Regions from separate parts of the Hordeum vulgare genome. Here region 1 is linked to region 2. The links are chromatin contacts, called in public Hi-C maps. All regions are on one chromosome and are shown on one strand. The core of a region is the stretch at or near the end of the contact, and the rest is flanking DNA. Distances in the headings are between cores, read along the strand shown. Region 1 holds the start of LOC123403081 (transcription factor MYB93-like). Region 2 holds the start of LOC123402316 (outer envelope protein 64, mitochondrial).

Region 1 (6,509 bases), core at 3,474-5,973, 140 kb before region 2:
CCATGGGGGGGCACCTGCTCACCACAAGCAAGGAGGGCGCGCCCACCACATGGGCGTGCCCTGGTGTCTTCCGGGCTCCCTACTAGCCCTCTCACGCCCCTCCTCTCCTATATATTGTGTTTTGACCTAGAAAAAATCATAAGAAACCTTTCAGGATGAAGCACCGTCGTCTCGAGGTAGAAATCTAGGCAGAGGCTCTTTTTCTCTCCGGTAGAGAGATTCTGCCGGGGGAATTTCCCTCCGGGAGGGGGAACTCAAAGCCATCATCATCACAAAGATTCCTCCTTTGTGGGAGGACCAATCTTCATCAACATCTTCACCAACACCATATCATTTCCAATCCTGGTTCATCTCTTGTATTCAATCTTTTCTCAAAACCTCAGATTGGTACCTGTGGGTTACTAGCTATGTTGATTACATCTTGTAGTTGATGCTTGTTGGATTACTTGGTGGAAGATATTATGCTCAGATCCTTAATCTATGCTCTTGAACATGTTGATGAGGTGTGATTAGTTACTATTGTTCCTGAGGACATGGGAGAATTCTTGTTATAAGTAATCATATAAAGTTAACATTCATTCGATATTTTGATGATATGTACGTTGTTACTTTTCTTCGTGGTGTCATGTGAATGTCGACTACATGACACTTCACCATGTTATGGGCCAAAGGTAAGTCCTTGTGGAGTAATAAGTAGATCATGGGTTGCGTCGATGACAGAAACATAAACCCCAATTTTTGTGTTGCTTCATGAGGGGCTCATTTGGATGCACACATTTAATGTTATGGTTAGATTTATCTTAATTCTTATTTCATAGTTACATATGCTTGCGAGAGAGGGTAATTATAAGTTGGTTATTTTTCAAGTAAGAACAACACCTTAGCACCGGTACACCCACATATCAAATTATCAAAGTAGCGAACGTGAATCAAATGAACATGATGAACACGACTAGACAGAAATTTCCATATGTCTTCGGGAGCGCTTGCTTAATACAAGAGTACTTCCACGCATGTCCTTTGCTACAAAAAGGAGTGGGCTTCCTTTCTGCACATTTGCTACTATTGTTACTTGTCACTTATTACAAATTATCTTGCTTCAAAACTATCTATCACTCTTACTTACAACACTTGCACAGAATACCTGGCTGAAATTTGATTGTCATTTCGTTCTACTCCTTGTTGGGTTCGACACTCTTACTTATTGAAAGTACTATTATTGATCCCCTATACTTGTGGGTCATCATTTCCCATGCAAGGTTCCCCATCAAGTGCTTAGGTCATCTCCTAGTGGTCCCATCAAGCCTAAAGTTCATACCTTTTATACTAGTCAATCTCATCGAGTGGTTTCACCCGGTCCCATCGAGTAATTTATAAAGGTGTGTAACGGTTGGATTTTTTGTGTTGCCTATATATACCCCCACCCACCCCACCTTCTCAGAGAAAATTAAACATGTTTTCAGTTTTTTGTTTCTTTATTTTATTTTCATTTCAATTAGAATTTGATTTTGCTTTCAAAAACAAACTTGCCATAAATTCGAACATGAATATTTCTGAGTAGGTGAACATTTTATTTAGGATTTTTGGAGACATTTTGTGTGCACTTTAATTTTCCTTTTGAATTTGAATTTGGTTTCAAAACCAATTATTTTCCTAATCTAGTTTAGAAAATTAGCAGAACTCAAATGCATTATTTGTACTTATGAAATTCATTTCCCTATTAAATAATTTTCTCTTTGAATTATTTAAGTAATTCCAATAGATCTAATCCAATTCTTTTAAGGAAGAACTATCAGGGCTTTGAATATTTCTTGGTCTTATCAAGAATGCTCGTATTCCCATTTAATATTTCGAAAAGGTTTGGTTTCAACTATTGGCTAGCTAGATTTCCACTAGTTGCATCGGGGTTTCAACCCTTCTGTTCAAAAATTCAATCAAACAAACCAACTATGAAGCAAGTTTTAGGTGACAAACAAGCAACACAGGGGTTTTGTTAAAATAAAATTCTCGATGAAATTTACGAAAAATCTAGGATGTGATAGCTCGTGTCACGTGGCGATGATCGAGCGCTCTCAGTCCATATATAAACATTGTCCGTTGTGTTTCCCCCTAAAGGGTACCTCGATTAGATCTTCCTAGCAATGTGTATTGATGGGTCTTTTTTTGATATATAATTCTAATGCCAGTTATGTGTCTATGTCCACGTACGTACATGTAGCCGCCTGAGCCCGAAAAAAAGACTAGGGCTCCTGGGTGGGCCTCCTGCTGGCATTGCCGCTGGTCTCTCCCGTCTCTAGTGGCCTTAGGGCCTTGGAGACAAGGTGGATCTCGACCCTTGCCAGTAGGATGGCTCTATTTTTAGATTTTTAATTGAGTTTTATTAGAGTTAGTGTCATGCTTAGGAGATGAGATGGCGGTGGCTCCCTGAATATGGTATAACATTCTCCCTCCATAGCTCTCGTCCAAGGGATGTGTCTAGCATCGTCGGTAGGCATGTGGAGGTGTGTCTCCACTGGATCTGTCATTGCTGGATTTGCTCACATGTGTTCGTTGTCGGTCTACGTTCGTGTGTCTCCTAGTTGGATCCTTCCGATCTACACTATTCTTCATTGGCGGTTGTTTCCGATCTGTCGTGTTGGTCCTATAGGGCCTTAGCACGATGACTTTTTGATTGTCTACTACAACGAGTTTTGTTTGATTGAGACAAGGAAGAGACGATGACTATGGCGCGCCTTCGGCTCGCTTCAGTGCTTGTAGTCATCGCTACGTGGTCTTCGGATCTGAATGTAATTTTTATTATTTTCAGAGTTTGTTGTACTGTCATGATTGAAGATGAATAGATCAAAATCCCACTCCCTCCCCCCTCTCAAGAAAATTATCCTACCAATTATTGAAGATCGGGCAATCCACCATATCACTTCCACTATTTTTTTATCGTCCTGGTGCGTCTGGCATGGTCAGAGGGCTTGTGGAGGTGTTACTCGAGCGGATCTCAGGATTTAGCCAGTGGTTGTCTTTGCTGGATCCACTTGGATCCGGTTTTCGTTCGTCTGCTATCGTGTGTCTTCAGGCTAGATCCTTCTGATATACGCGTCTCTTCATCGGGTACGGTTGTTGTTCTCGTGTGCTAGTCCTATGGGGTCTTAGCACGATGACTTCCAGAATGTTTACTACAAAAGTTTTGTGTGGCTTCGGTAAGGGAGGGGCGATGATGACCGCGCGCTATCCGCTTGCTTCAGTGTATGTAGTTGTCGTTAGGTCCTCTATGAATCTAGATGTGATTTTTATTATTTTTTATGTTCACTGTATTATCCTGATTGAAGATGAATAAATCGAGAGTTTTCTCGCCAAAAAAAAAAGACAAAGGGTTTATCAACAATAACACATTGTGTATTTCTGTTATCTTGTGCAGTCAGAACTCATGCAAACTCGCTCATGAACTCGTCATAAAATGAGTCAGACCAAAAAGGGAGATGGGTGCTGGTTCCCTCAGCGTCACAGCTTGAGGTGCTGCAAGCATCGCCGAGGTTGGAAATTGGGAAATCGGCAAGTGGCGGAAGGGAGTCCTCTGGCAGGAGCAGCGGTTTCTGGGTGCCATTCTCCCCCTCACCGCTGTTTGCACTGTAATCTGAATTCTGGTTGGTACCACTGATGATAGGCTGTTTGTGCTCAAAGAATGAGCTACTAGGTATCTGGATGTCAAGCGGTTGCCCCATTAATAAATCCTGGCCATTGATGCCCTCCGGGATCCTTGGAGACGACAGCGAACACAAGGAAGACATCTGCGAAGGGCGGCCGTTTTGCTCCAGGTCAGTGGGAATGGTGTTGATGCTGCTGGAGCTGGGACTAGTCGCAATGGCTGCTGCGGACTGAAGCAGGCACTGCAAGTACTCGAGCTTTGCTGCCTGGACTGCATCGGCTTGCAGCTGGCTGGCACTCTGGTTGTCCCACGGTCGCTGCTCCACGAGCTGGCGTAGGTTGGCTAGCGCGATGAGCTGTGGCAGCGCCGCGAAGAAGTCGGTCCTCGGTCGGTGCGTCATCGGGTCGAAGCCCATCTGGATCAGCTTCTTCTTGAGGTGGGTGTTCCAAAAGTTCTTGATCTCGTTGTCGGTCCGTCCCGGGAGGTGCTTCGCGATGGCTGACCACCTGGTTTAATCAGCACACCAGTTTGCATGTGTTAGCAAGAACACCACACATATATGTTTTTGAAGATTATACAACATACGTGTAGACCATTCTTTAATAAGCAAGAGGTTTGATAGGTGTGCTGTACTTGTTGCCAAGGACGGAGTGGAGCTGGAGGATGTTCTGCTCTTCATCAGGTGTGAACTTTCCTCTCTTGATATCTGGCCTCAGGTAGTTGGTCCATCTAAGCCTGCAGCTCTTGCCACACCTGTTGAGTCCTGTGAGACGCGCAGAAGAACCAGGCGCATTAGCTACATGCCGGTATCGTGACAGAAAACGGAGGCGGCATGTGTTGTTTACCTGCAAGCTTAGGCAGAGCTCTCCAGCTCCCATGGCCATGCTTCTCGATGTAGTCCGTGAGCTTCTGGTCTTCTTCGGGCGTCCAAGGCCCCTTCTTGAGGCCATTCTCGTCGGAGCAAGGAGGCCTCCCCATTGACAGGATTGAGATAGGATTGGGATGTATAAGATAGGTGATGGTGCAGGTGCGAAGGAGGGAGACAGGGCTATCTGCCTCTCCCTAGCCTGGCCCTTGGGGTTTCCTGTGTCAAGGATGTCTGCTCACCGGAACACAGCTTCCTCTATATAAAGGCCATGAAATCAGGTGTCTTAAGCCCGGGTCGGAATTAATTTATTCGAGTGGAAATGACTAATCTGCCCTGCTCTCTTAGATAATCTGGGCATGCAAGAGACTAAGTACTCCCTCCTCCATTCCAAAATAAGTGGCTCAACTTTGTACTAACTTTATCACATGAGGGCAAGGGCTGTTGATTCATGTTTGTTGACTTAAGCCGCTAGCTGCTACTTGGGCAATCAGCAGTCACATTGATATACTACTCTGTTTTCCTTCTGCCTTTTTTTGAACAAGGTGTGCTCCTGAAGCCTTGCTTTAATTATGTTGTTTTCGTTACTCTCCTTTGCAAAAACAAAACGATGTTGCTTTGGTTCTTAACATTTAATTAAGAACGCACAATCAGATCATGTTGCTTTGATTTCTCTAAGTAGCCAATAGCTCATCGTGTGACATCTCCTACCATATATTATGATCACTTGCTGGGGGGACTGTTATTCCATGCAAAATGAGCAAAAGTTTCAGAAGTGGGTTCCTGGAAGTGTACAGCTTCAACAACTTTAATTCCTGTCTTGGAATGTAGTTGTAGCAACCTCAAGATCTGTTGATATTGTATTGGCCACATTGTACTTGGCACATGACTATGAATTATTATTTTTAGAATTGTACGAGTATTATACAGCATTTGCATGCATGTCAACATGTGGATGACTAGATTCCTGAGATATCATAGTACATGTTGGCGTATAGGCTTTTCTCAAGTATGTAATGGGAGTATGGGACTAGCAGATGACAAACCTGCGTATGGAGCTGGACTGAGACCGTCCTAATTAATAACTACTAAGATCCTGTTTGAGACTGTTCTGCTTCTTAAAATTCAGCTATGTTCTGGAAAAGACAAGTCAAACGGGGTAGTTCCACGATATGTTGTTCCGTAAAAAAACTAGAATTTGAGGTACAACTTCAAAGTTTTATGAAGCTTCTGAGAGGGTGCTCCACAAACTCTAGAAGCTGGAGTTGGGGGGGGGGGGGATTACCCACCATTGCCACCGGGAAGTGGATACCCCTTTATTTTCTTTCGCATCGACCAATCAAATAGATTATTTCCACCAAATTTTCTAGTTTTGAAGCTGGAGCTAGATTGAAGCCAAACATTCTCTTGATAGTGCTATAACTTCTGTATGAAACTGCTTCAAAGTGAATTTGATGAAGTGAAGCTTATCTTGATCAATTAAAGTAGTCCCAAACAAGCCCTAAATAGTTAAGTGAAGGAGAAACATTTTTGTACAAGTTTGCATACCAAATGACAGTGCTAACAGCTAACTACAATTGCGTATGCAGGGATCTCTTCTTTATAGAGTACAACGTATGCAGAGATCTGGCTCCGTAGTCTTGTTCTTGCAGTCCCAAAAACTAAGTATATATTAGATATTTAGAATGCGTTAATTTGGAAGGTAATTTCTACTCATCCATGATGTGTGTGCTGTTTTAGGCTGCTGCATTTCTTAGTGCCACTGGGAACTCTCAGGATATCTCGGATGATTAACTGCAAGAGAAACACGCAGACTGAGTTTTTACTCTAAGATCACGAGTGACACCGACGAGCAGGTGGAGCAAAAAAAGTAATTCCTCCGTTCCTCTCTGAAATGGATGTATCTAGACCAGGGTTCTATCCAGAATCAGTACGTTAATTTATTGGAAATCGGCAGGATTCCCGCGAGGAACAACCCCAGCCCCTGAAGTGAATTTCAGCTGT
Region 2 (6,873 bases), core at 3,749-6,248:
TTTGCGTACGGGGAACCTCACGAGAATGAACGTTTGGCTCCCGAGCATCATGGAGGTCTTTAAATTTGGAATTCAAATTTTATAAAAATTCAAATTTTTATATTTCAAAATAAATTTGAAAAAAATACAGATATATGTGAGGGCGTAACACATGTGTGTGTAAATGTTTGAGACAAAATATGTTGAAATAAAAGCTGTGCAAAAAAGACAAACCTGAAGGTTTTTAACACGCGATACTATTCATCCTCTAAGATCATGAATTTGTCTTCTTTGTACCGATCACAATCTAACATTTTCCATTCTGAAATTTTATACACATATACATAACATCCTTGTTTACTTACATAATTTTTTTAAAAAAATTGAAAACCAAAAAGTTTGATTTTTTTTAAAGGCCTTCATGATGCTTGGCAGCCAAAAGCAATTTCCGGAACCTCACGCCATGCTTACCATTGAAGCAGTGCCTATTTGTCTGGTTTTAATGGACTCTGTAAAAAGACATGGCCTATTTACCTTGGCATGGTTTGGCCAGAACAGAAATTGATTTTATTTATAGACCTCGTCAGATGGCAAGCTACTGCATGTATCCTCCTGATGCGTCATTGTGAGTCAATAAAATTCATCCTTTATAAAACGAAAAGATGACAGGCTGCTTCTGTATTTTTATTTCAAGAAGAATATAGTGTCTTTGTTTATACAAAAATAAATAAGTTAACAACCACACCACATTCATCAAAGGATAATCGTGTGAAAACCCCCACGCCCAAAAAAACATAGGAAACTAGACCTAGTGTACAATCTTTTTAAACTAGACCTAGTGTACAACCGAACAAAGGCAACCAAGTCGGCATCTGGCATAGCGCACCCGTGGCAACACACACCCACTGTGCCTAATGAAGCGATTGAGCAAACATACTAGATTTTCAATGGTATAGTCAAATGAAGATTGACCAAAATTTGTTTCGATATATGGAAAATAGAGACATCTAAAGATATAAATGATGTTTTTTCATACCCAATTACTCTTATGGTCACATGCTTTCGTGAGGATCGAACAGTGAGAGCATGAGCCGGGGGGGGGGGGGGGGGGAGGCATTGAAAGGGGAGCTGACTTGTGAGATGGTGGTGACACAACACTGATCGCCATCATGGAGAAAGGAACAGGGCGCAGGGTAAGTAATATGTATCTCTCCTTCCCTACCCTATACCTTAGGGAAATGTCTTATTGAAACACAACAACACCTCAATCTGACTTCACCATTGGTGGCAGGTGGCAACACTTGATTTGATTGGATTATTTGTGGGGGAGAGGAAGCGGCAAGGCGATAGAGCAGAAGGACATGAAACATAGGGCGTCGAGGACGAAAAGGGATGAAAAGAAGCGATGCCTGATAATTCGATGCTAGGCCTACGTTGTCATGCATTGCGGTCTAAATGAAATGTATTTTGAACAAGTCATTTTGTATCCAAATAAGATGCACACCCATGCACACATGATATTTATATATAGCCCCCACACCCTCTTTTATAAGGTTAGATTGTTATTAGGGTCTTGTTTTTTTTAGCAAAAGAGAGGCCTTCCACTCCGATTTCATATAATGAAACCATCTGGTCTTAAAGCATCCACCAACACTATGCACACAAAAGGAAAACAAGGAGCATTCGAAGGAACACACATGTTCTATTACAGACCCAGATAGCAGGGCCAGGACCATCCACATATTAACTATGGCGAGACAATACACAAAGAGGCACCCAGGGAAGGGACAAAGAAGGCACTGAAGCACCACGCGGCGAGGAAGCCTTCGTCTTCAATGCCACTAAAATTAGTCATGAAGCCTAGGAACACCAGATCTCTATCCCCGCGAGGCGCGATATACTTAATTTGTCACCTGCTCGGTTAACTTTGCTCCTAGTGTCAACATTTTTCCCTATAGGTCATTTATTTACAAATTGATCAATCAATGATCGAATTGCACATTAGCTTCACTAGAACCATCCGATCATAAAATTTCATTTTGTTAAAAGTCACATTATTTCTACACTTTCAAATGGACCAAAATAGAGCCAAAACGCCGACAAGCTTCATGTCACGGGTTTTGTTCCTATTGAAGCAGCCATTCTAATTTGTAGGGATAAAATTTGGATCGAGCACATATAAACGGGCTCCAAATCAATCTTGCAGCACAACAAGAGAAAAACAAATGATCATGCTTTTATCTTGCCCACATGTAACACACTTTTTATCTCTTTTCCATCCCCTTTTCAGAAGGTATCTCTAGTTAAGATACTTTTCGTATTCATTAGCCATATGAAAACTTTGATTTTAGCAGGTATTATTATTTTCCACAGAAAAATTGATGGAAAAAAGGTCAATTTTAACTAAGAACAGATAAAGTGACTTGACAGAAGAAAAAAATCCCGTCAACGGTACGCGTCCATAGAGGCTTATTAGAGTCATGTGCCTCCTACTACAAAGAACAAGACCCGTAAGGAGTTGAACTCTTTCCCTTATTGAATACGCCATCTTTGATTTGATTGGAATCCATTTCAACTAAGAGCTTTTGTTGATTCAAGTTCTATTTTCGTAGAGTTGCCACATTAGTGTGTCTTTTTTGGACTTTAGTTTTGAGTTTGCTAGAATAGTTATCCTACAAATTCTCAAATATCGGGCAATCCCGGTATTAGACACCTCATGTCCCACGCGTAATGAGCGGGGTACTCACCCATAGTACACGCATGCAGTATCGTAGTGGACCGGTCCATTTACTCGGTTATATTAATTAAGATTTAGAATGTGGTTTTAAAAAATCTTTTAAACAAATGACTAAAAAATTTCATATATTAAAAAATGTTCATGAATTCAATTATTTTTTATTTGGATTTTTATAACAAACCTAAAAAAATCACAAATTTCAAAAAATGACTGCGAATCAAAAAGAAGTTTGCGTTTATAATGAATTTTTAGAATTTTTCTGGATATCAAAAATCTTAATTAATTTGTAAAACATTTTTATTGAATTTTGAAAAAAATATGCATGAATTTTGAAAAATATACATGAACTCAAAAATGTTTCCTGATATCAAAAAATGTTCATGAATTTGTCAAATGTCATGTATTAAATTATTTATTCAAATTAATAAAATATCCACAAATGTGTGAGTTGTAATGGATTTTTAAAAAGGTTTCCAGAATTTCAAATGTTCATGAATTTGAAAAATATAGTCCGGATTGCGAAAAAAATATCATATTTTAAATTATGCACATTAATTGTAAAAACATAATAAAAACTTATTAAATGCATATTTTAAATTCCTAAATTTACAAAATAAATAAATAAAAATAGTCACTTTTAAATAAAAAGGAAAAGTAAAATAAAAAGGGGAAAAGTAAGACCCCCCAAATAATAGTAGAAAGAAACATAGAAAAAAGAAGAAGAAAATCATGCTCAAGGAAGGTTATAAAACCTATGTACAATATATGGGAAATACCTTCTGGGCCGGCCAAAGCAGCTACAACCAGCACCTGGGGTGTGCGTTTGACAGGTATCACCAACACTTTTCTTTTGCTTACAAAAAACAACACTTTGTTTTTGAGAAAACCTTGTTTCATTCTATTTGACGGCAATGGTCAGAGGATATGATACAAGATCGTGTGGTACATCTAGCCGCACATGTGTACCAAGACCTGGATGTAAAGAATATTTTTCTAAACCACGGACTTCAAAGTTTCGATGTCTACTCTCAAAATAAAGTAACAAGAATTAGATTAGGGATTTATGAATACCTCAAAAATACTACAAGGATTTATGCAAAGTAACACTGTTTTTTTGGGTTATCTTGGGCTGTTGGGGCCATATGACCGGTAGCTCCTACTCAGTGGCTTCTGCGCCCGTTAGGGGATTGGTGCCCGCAACAGTGGCTGGATGGACAGGCCCACGATCGCGCAACGTGAAAAATGACTGTGAATACCATCCGACTAGGATTCAATCTCATGCCCTCGCGCTTGCACAAGGAGAAGTTACCCACTGGACCAGCCAATTACTAGTGAATATTCAAAGAGAAAAAGTTCTAAAGAGCAAAAACGTAGGCGTGCTATTTACTGTGCAATTCACTGTGGCATTTATATTTTCTACTTCCTCCGTTCCGAAATAAGTGACTCAACTTTATACTAAGTTTAGTACAAATTTAGTACAAAGTTCAGTCACTTATTTTAGGACGGAGTAAATACTTTCTAATTATTATAAAACATCTTCATATATTACAGATGAAGTTCAAGAGCATGCAAAAAAAGTTTGCGTGTTCAAAAATTACTTCTCCAAATCGAAAAAGTTCATGTATTTAAAAAAGTTCACGGATTTAAAAGAAGTTCATCAATTTTCAAGAAACGTTCATCGTATTTGAAAAAATGTTCATCAATTTGAAAAAAGTTCATCGATTCCCAAAAAGTACATCAATTTTGAAATAAGTTCATAAGTTTTGAAAAAAACTTCATCAATTTTGAAAGAAGTTCATCAATTTTGAGAAAAAGTTCATCGATTTTGAGAAATATTTCAAATATTGTAAAAATTCATCAAATATGAAAAATATTCATCAATTTGAAAAAAAATCACGAGTTTTAAAAAACCTGTTCATGGATTTCGAAAAGAATTTCCTCTGTTTGAAGAAAACAGTTACAAATTTCGAAAAATTATCTGTTTTTGCTGTTTATCTGCAGTTCAGAAAACAAAACAAAAAACGATGGACCGGCCTGACTAATACGCGGGAGTAACTTTTGCACGCGCCGGTCAAAAACAGTGTAAATCGACGCCTGCAGCGTCAAATAGGAAAAACACATATGATCCCTGTTCTTTCTTGCGGCTCCTCCTTTTTTTTGGAAAACGAGGCCCGTGTCGGCCCTGGCCCATACCATCAACTTGTGAAACAAGCAGAAGTCTCTTCCTTCCTTTGCGACTGACACGGGGCCCCACATAAGCTGGCGGCCGCCCGGAAAAAGAGAGCGCAAAATGCTTTCTTTCTTCTTCCCCACTCCGCGCTGATTCTCGAGCACTACTCCGCACCGCAGGCCTAAACCCAAACCCCCTCCTAAACCCTAGCCCCCCCCCCCCCCGCCCCGTCCATGGACTCCTCGGCGCGATCGGGCGCCACGGGGTCCTCCAACCCCCGCGCCTGGATCGTCGCGGGCGTCGCCGTCGCCGGTGTCATCGTCCTCGCGGAGGTCGCGCGGCGCCGCCGGAGGTGGTTGCGGGGCAAGTCCAGCCCGCCCCCCTACTCCGGGGCCTTCTGCGACCGCCTCGAGCTCGCCCCTCCGCCGCAGCCCCCTCCTCCCGCGGCCCGCCAGCAGCTCTTGGACCTCGCCTTCGCGGTCAGCGACAAGTGAGCCCCCCCCCCCCCCCCCCCCCCCCCCCCAGCTCTGCTTCGATGTTTCTGCGGGATCACGGGGTTTCCGCCGTGGTCTTGATCCCCCCTTATTTCCCCGTCGTGTTTTTAGCTTCGACATCGAGGGCCATGTCGCCGGCTTTGGAAACCCGGACTGGAAGAGGACGCACAAGGCAGCGAGCCACACGGCGGTGGCCGTCAAGGTTCTGCTGAAACAGGGGGCTACCTGCGTCGGGAGGACAGTCATGGATGAACTCGGCTTTGGGTTCGTACTTGCTATTTTGCTCTGACTGAATTTATTGCGAAACACAGCTTGAGCATTTGGGTGGCCTGATCCTTGCACATCTTTGAATATGTATAGTATTTTGCACAGACATTGCTAGAAATAGCTGTTTTACAAAATCTGCTGTCAGTGTGATTTTTGTGGATAATGTTGAAGTGCTGAAAGTAGATTGTTTGGTTTTAAAATTTAGAACTAAGCACGCATCTGCATCTTTTAGTAGCAAAGGCAAGCCTTTCTTTTTCACTTGAGGTGTGCTTGTTTTAGTCTATTTGGAAACTTGATGTGCAGTAAATGTAACTCGAGGAGGAAACAGATAACTTCAAATTGGGTGGGATATTCTTTAGCTATTGATTGAAGTGTTGCAGTAAAATGGTGCACATCATGGGTGTTCGGGGTGGCAATTTTAAACTTCAGTAGATGAAAGATAGGTCAGCTGTTGGTATAAAAGACAGCAAAGTTACTTCATTGTTGGCGGTCTTGTAAATATAATTCTCATCACTGTTTGATTCATTGTAAACCCTGTTTTCTTTCATGCACAAGTTTTGCATCCACCTTTAGTATTCCTTGAAACTCCAATATGCTAAATAACTAGTTTTTTCAAGCCATTAAATTCAGATGACCGTCGTATTAATCATTAACTAGCCTTGGGCCTCTGCTAAGACTCACTAGACATCCATCTATCGGTGTTCTGCATTAGATAGATGAAGAATTCTAACACCACACCGCCTAACATATTTTTGCAGTGTTACTGGAGAAAATTTACACTGTGGAACACCAATCAACCCAGCATCTCCATCAGTCCTCCCTGGAGGGTCATGCAGTGGTGCCGCTGTCGCAGTTTCTGCACAGCTTGTCGAGTTTGCTCTCGGTATTTTTCTAAACTATTACACATCTACAATTTCTGCAATCTACATCTGTGGCAGCTTTGGCATCTGTTCTTATTGTACTCAACTCTAATTATCTAGTTTTCTTCCTCGTTTTCCCTTTTGATTGTGAATCTACTTCCACTAGAAATTGCATTTCGTTTTTACATGAGTATATCACTAACAAATATATGTATCTGTCATTATCAAGTCATATAAATATAGCATGATCAGAATTATAGCCCCAATCTGTGTGGCGTGCTGTAAGATCCTTGTGCCCTACCCTATATGATCACATGATGATTGGCCTGGGGTAAAAACATGGCGTTAATAATTATAATATTTGGT

The links. Hi-C and Micro-C count contacts between places; a contact is called where the count stands out from the background.
Region 1: a contact with region 2 is called in a Hi-C map of leaf, with 6 times the contacts expected there. The contact joins the promoter of LOC123403081 here to the promoter of LOC123402316 in region 2. A contact is called at or near these places in 3 of 6 Hi-C or Micro-C datasets (leaf and seedling).

What each region holds. Positions count from the first base shown.
Region 1 is chr6H:516,166,116-516,172,624 of MorexV3_pseudomolecules_assembly, reverse strand. It overlaps LOC123403081 (transcription factor MYB93-like), which reads right to left and starts at 4,723. Exons shown (of 3, transcript XM_045097054.1): 1 at 4,486-4,723; 2 at 4,274-4,403; 3 at 3,376-4,146. The coding sequence starts at 4,618. The coding sequence ends at 3,420.
Region 2 is chr6H:516,024,083-516,030,955 of MorexV3_pseudomolecules_assembly, reverse strand. It overlaps LOC123402316 (outer envelope protein 64, mitochondrial), which reads left to right and starts at 4,998. Exons shown (of 13, transcript XM_045096219.1): 1 at 4,998-5,376; 2 at 5,492-5,644; 3 at 6,406-6,530. The coding sequence starts at 5,120.